2 separate regions of the Mus musculus genome follow, and region 1 is linked to region 2. The links are chromatin contacts, called in public Hi-C maps. All regions are on one chromosome and are shown on one strand. Each heading gives the region's core, a stretch centred on a gene start, on an enhancer-like site or on the middle of the called end of the contact. The rest is flanking DNA. Distances are from core to core; before and after follow the strand shown. Region 1 overlaps Acbd6 (acyl-Coenzyme A binding domain containing 6). Region 2 has its middle 3.4 kb from the start of Gm9530.

Evidence for each region. Hi-C and Micro-C count contacts between places; a contact is called where the count stands out from the background.
Region 1: a contact with region 2 is called in a Hi-C map of olfactory sensory neurons, with 2.7 times the contacts expected there. The contact joins two enhancer-like sites.

Annotation. Positions count from the first base shown.
Region 1 is chr1:155,611,137-155,613,896 of GRCm38.p6, reverse strand. The region is part of intron 4 of Acbd6 (acyl-Coenzyme A binding domain containing 6); the gene reads right to left. Among named protein-coding and RNA genes, the nearest start is that of Acbd6, 54 kb to the right of the region's middle. Within about 2 kb of position 1,411, at least 3 of the 459 cell types and tissues checked have an H3K27ac peak or open chromatin away from gene starts, as enhancers often do. A contact at or near this core is called in olfactory sensory neurons, where this site is marked.
Region 2 is chr1:155,085,341-155,088,040 of GRCm38.p6, reverse strand. No RefSeq gene overlaps it. Among named protein-coding and RNA genes, the nearest start is that of Gm9530, 3.4 kb to the right of the region's middle. Within about 2 kb of position 1,365, at least 79 of the 459 cell types and tissues checked have an H3K27ac peak or open chromatin away from gene starts, as enhancers often do. A contact at or near this core is called in olfactory sensory neurons, where this site is marked.

The DNA.
Region 1 (2,760 bases), core at 162-2,661, 530 kb before region 2:
AAATAAGGCAGAACGTGTCCTTGCAAAAGGACTGAAGGAAAAAAAAAAAAAAAGGAACGGCCTGCTTCCAGCTAGAGACAGCGAGCTGAGCTTTAAGGACGAAACCATCTCTTGTTTTACAGAATTGAAAGTGTCCTTTTAGATCCCTAAAAACAACAACAAAAGCAAAACTGTGGAAAACTGAGGCCAAACCCTAGAAAAGTCTGTTTTTACAATTATGGCTGTATATACTATTACTTTAGCTATAATTAGCTACCAATGTCAATACTACTTCTGTTAAAAAAGAACATTTCTATTTCCATTTTGGGAACAACGGGGACCCTTGGGATTCAAGAGGCAACAATCTCAACTGTTGGAGAAAATGATTATGTCATCTTAAGTCATAATCGTCTTGGGAACAACTGCTTTGACTTGGGAATAATGGGAAGCTGGTGGTGGGGCACAGAATGGAAAACCAGAGGCCACCCAGGCCACCACTACCTGGTACTACGCAAGGGCTACTCATAAGGGAGAGGGCAGTTAACTTGCTCCATCCTGAGCCTAGCTCCTGATGCGCATCCATGCCTGCACCTTAGCACTCAGAACAGCACAAGACTTACTCAATTGCGGATCTTGTCTAATAATATATTTTTAATGTTCCTTAGATGTATTACCTATATCAATTATTTGGTTTGGTATGGGAATTTCTAAAAAGCAGCAGACATTTTAAAATCTAATACCTGTTTATAATAGGCAGTTTTTACTACTAAATAGGTAAGGCAGAGGCATCTAAAATAACACTACATGGTAAAGTATTCAATTTAAATAGTAAAACTTTAATAAAATCACTGCAAATGTACGACAAAGCCAAGTAAATTAATATTAAAAAAACTAAAGATACTCTTGGTCTTATTTGTTAAATATATACATATATTGATACTCACACCAAAATACTATTTTATTTACAAGTGAATAAATCAAACCGTTATTCCCACACCGCATCCCTAATCACTTTGATGCCTGTAAACAGGATCTCACTATGTAGCTCAGGCTGGCTTCAAATCTGCAATCCTCCTGCCTCAGCCTTGCAATCTCCTGTGACATTACCCTCTTACATCTTATCTTAAATGACAAGCAAGACCGCATCCAAAAAGACACAAACAAATGCTGCTAATTACTCAAAGCAGAGGCCCAGGAGGAGACCTCTCGGGATGTGCAGGCCAGGCCCTTAAGGGAGCCCATCCCATCTCCAGCGTCTCCTAAGCAAACCCCTCCCACTGTGCTCTTCTGTCCACAGGGCTTTCACCCTGGGTTTCCTTCACTCAAACACACTCTTCTTGGTTTGTAAAAGGCCTCTGCCTCTGGCCTTATGTCACATGTAAGAAACACAGCCAAAGACTTGACTAGGTGTAGCAAATGACTGTTAGTTCAACGAGTCATTTACTCTTTCCCTAAGAGAGACGTATCTGACACACTAAGGAAGTGTGAAATAAAACACTGCATTAGTTGCTGTGCTCCAAGAAACAAAACCCTTGCTACCAAGAACAGAGTTTGGTGAAACCTGGTATCAGGACCTACTCATGGCTGATGGCAGCGAAAAAGATGATGAAAGAGAGGAAGCTGACAACGGGCTGCTTGCTGAGTGCTGCTCCTTCTCATCCAGCCAGGACCTGGGCCTGAGGTGCAGTTCAGTGGTGAGCACCCGCCAAGTCCCTCTAGGTCCTGGGTAATACCTAGCACAGGGAAATGTAAACTATTCCTCAAAGCTCATTTATCTTATTCAGAGATGTTTCCATTAATATTTTAAAACGCATGTATAGTTAATTATTTAACAAAATGTATAATGTGTTTTGATCAAATATACAGATATAATAATTGAAAAGATAGCTCAAATAGAAAAAAAATACTTAAAACACTGATGTTACAGAAAACACAATTTAAAAAACTTCAACATATATATATATTTGTTGTAGAGAACTATGATAATATGTTGACTACATAGAAACACATTAGTTCTAAATGAAGATGGAAGTGAAACATAAGAAAATGTATATAAATTTTCTTTATAGAGTTCACTCACGTGCTTTTGAATCAAGGTCACGATATGACTTAACTTTTGGAGATAACTGAAGCTTTCCATGCATCTGGAGAATGCAATCCTACGCACCTCTTTTCTAATTCTTTTCTTTTTTTTCTTATTAGATATTTTCTTCATATACATTTCAAATGCTATCCTGAAAGTTCCCTATACCCTCCCCCCGCCCTGCTCCCCTACCCACCCACTCCCACTTCGTGGCCCTGGCATTCCCCTGTACTGGGGCATATAAAGTTTGCAAGACCAAGGGGCCACTCTTCCCAGTGATGGCCGACTAGGCCATCTTCTGCTACATATGCAACTAGAGACACGAGCTCTGGGGGTACTGGTTAGTTCATAATGTTGTTCCACCTATAGGGTTGCAGACCCCTTCAGCTCTTGGGTACTTTCTCTAGTTCCTCAATTGGGGGGCTGTGTTCCATCCAATCGATGACTGTGAGCATCCACTTCTGTATTTGCCAGGCACTGGCATAGCCTCATACGAGACAGCTATACCAGGGTCCCTTCAGCAAAACCTTGCTGGCATATGCAATAGTGTCTGGGTTTGGTGGCTGATTATGGGATGGTCTCTAGATAGTCCATCCTTTCGTCTTAGCTCCAAACTTTGTCTCTATAACTCCTTTCATGGGTATTTTGTTCCCTATTCTAAGGAGGAATGAAGTATCTACCCATTGGTCTTCCCTCTA
Region 2 (2,700 bases), core at 116-2,615:
GAATATGAGGAAAATCATTTCAGACTGATAGGAGTGGCATGTGCAAAGGTCCTGAGGCCAGGAGAGTTATGGCTGTCTGTGTGCCTTAACTGCTTCATTCATGAAGGGTCAGACATAGACTCATGGATTAAGAATGATCAGACTACAAAAGGCTATGTGTGCCAGATGGGAAGTATTGGTTTCATCTTAAAAGATGGTGGAATGCTTGCCTGAAAACAAGTGGCCTTGGGCGCCAAGGAAGGCTTTTGAGAAAGAGTAGAATCCAGCTGGATACACATCTAGGTCTAACACTGCCTGAAACAGAAGTTAGAACAGGGGCGAAGAGAAAAGTCTGTGGCAGAAAGGGGCAGCTAGAAGGCTTCGGGCAGTAATCCAGTTGAGAAACTGGGTGTGGTGGTTTGTAATCCGAGCACGGGAGGTGGAGGCAGGAGGATCAGGACTTTGGCAGCAACCTGAAACCCGTTTATGTATTTAAAATGGGTATTACATTTAAGTTTGTGTGTGAATGTGGCTATGTCGAAGCAAGGATGGGAAGGTCAATGAGAATCCATTCTTCATTCTACCAGGTGGGTTTGGGGAACCAATTGCAGATCCTCAAGCTCGGAGCCAATTTTGATACTTTTTTTTTAAAGAGGAAAAAGCCCAGGTGAGAAATTATTGGGACCAAAACCAGCAGTGGAATCTACTGTATGTTGCCCTGTATTGTTATTCACAGACATGCTACAACGTCTGGAAATTTTTTAACCTGTCCTTTGAAACTCTACTAATTGATCAAGTCTTTGAAGTTAGTAATGGCAGGAGCCCAGCCTTATCTGTGTGGAGGCCTTTCTGTGACAAGATCAGCACTCGTGTCAGCAGAAGCAGAGGAAGTGAATTAACCGGAGACTAGCCTACTAGCAGCAGGCAGGAGGCTGCTTGGAGCTAAAAGGGGGGAGTAAATGTGGGGGTTCTTTCACTCCCCACCCCATACTTCCTGCAGCCCAGCTGGGTTCCCACTGCAGGTTCTGAGAAGTGCGTTCTGAGTCACCTCCTTTCTTAGCTCCTCTCTGGCAAAGAGATCCAAAGGCCCCCAGCTTACAGCTCCCTCTTCTTCAACTGTATTCTTTCTCCTTACAACAAAGAGCAGTGGGGACGATGGTCAAGCCAAGAATTCAGTCTTGATAACGGTCTTCCTCTTACTCCTGGGGTCCCACTGGTGCTAGGGGTGGAATTTCACTTGAAAGGCAGACAGAGGCTGCTGGAATTAGCCCCAAGAAGCTGGGTAGGAGGAGGGCTTGAGGAAGGCGCTGTCCTCTCCTGCAGGGAGTAGAATCGAATTAGCTAAGCTGCTTCCCCGGTTGCTGCTTTCGTGTCTCTCTCTCCAGTAATTGCTTGTTTACTTACTTTCCGGATCTCAGAGGCTGTTGGACTCCTGCTGCTCTGGGAGCTGTGGGCTTACCTGACCCCCCTCCTCTTCCCACCTTTTCCTCTGAAAAGAACCCGCTGGGAAGGAACAAAGACCAGAGTTCAAGTCCTAATGAGGTCTCCAGTGAGGTGGAGGTGGTGGTGTTCATTCAGTGCCAGGCAGGGAGAAGCTCAAATCCCCGAGCCAGACCTTAAATTGGCTGTTGGCCTGGGTACTCAGAATGAGTACCCAGGGGAGGTGGGCAGGCCGGGGGAACTCAGTTTCTGGGAGAGGGGCTCTAAAGTACAAACATCCCTGCTGGGCCTATGTCTCTCAGAACCTGTAGTCCCTCCCCTAGAGAGGGTATTTGAGCCTTTCGATGTGATAAATCCTCGAAAACTAGAGTGGATGAAAGCCGTGATAAACACAAGTATGCAAATTGCACCCACAAAGAACACAGAAGATAGGCGAATCTTCCCACCCGACTCTAACAGTAAGAACTTGTACTGTAGCTCCCGAAAGGGGACAGATGTTTGTTCCTTCATTAATGAAGGTCATTATCTGCATTCCTATTGCTAGGGATGATCACGTCCTCAGTCCAGGAACTCTGTGCCTCTGGAGAGCAGGGATTCTGATAAAAAAAACACTGACCAAGGGGCAGGACCTTGCTAGCCAATGGTGTACAGCTTTTAACCTTTTAATTAAGGCATGTTTCATTTACTTACAAACGGGTAGAGCTGTAATAAATGTATCCTTATGAGAGCCCTCCCCCCCCCCCCAGGTCTAACAAACAAAGGCAATTTACTATACAAGTGTGAATATGAGCCTAATTGAAGAGTTTCCTATTGTTTCCTTAGGGACACAGCTCCTTTAGGACTCTGCCTTGCTCTCTAAGTTTAATTCTCCCAGTTGACCAGAGCCCATGGGAGGCCAGCAGAATCTCTGGCAGGGGAATGGAGAGCCTATCTCCAACGGCATCTGAGCTCTATCTGCCCTTCTCTCCAGGTAGCTTTTAACTTCAGCAACACTCACGGCTCCCTTCAAAGATGTATTTCTCTGCTCTCTCCACCAGAACTGACCGCCCCTCATACTTGGTGAATCAATTCACCCCCAGAAGACATCTCTGCGATCAGTTGTTCACGTGTTTCTTTTCCTGACCTGCCTGTGCCCTCCCTACACCTAAACCACATTCATCTTTCTACCCTCAGAATTTGGTATCGACTTAGGACTGACTCTGGCTGTTGTCTGGGGCAACTCAGGTCCTGGTTTGCTCCTTCAGTCTGACTTCCAGTCATTTAGTCTTTCTTAGTCTTAAT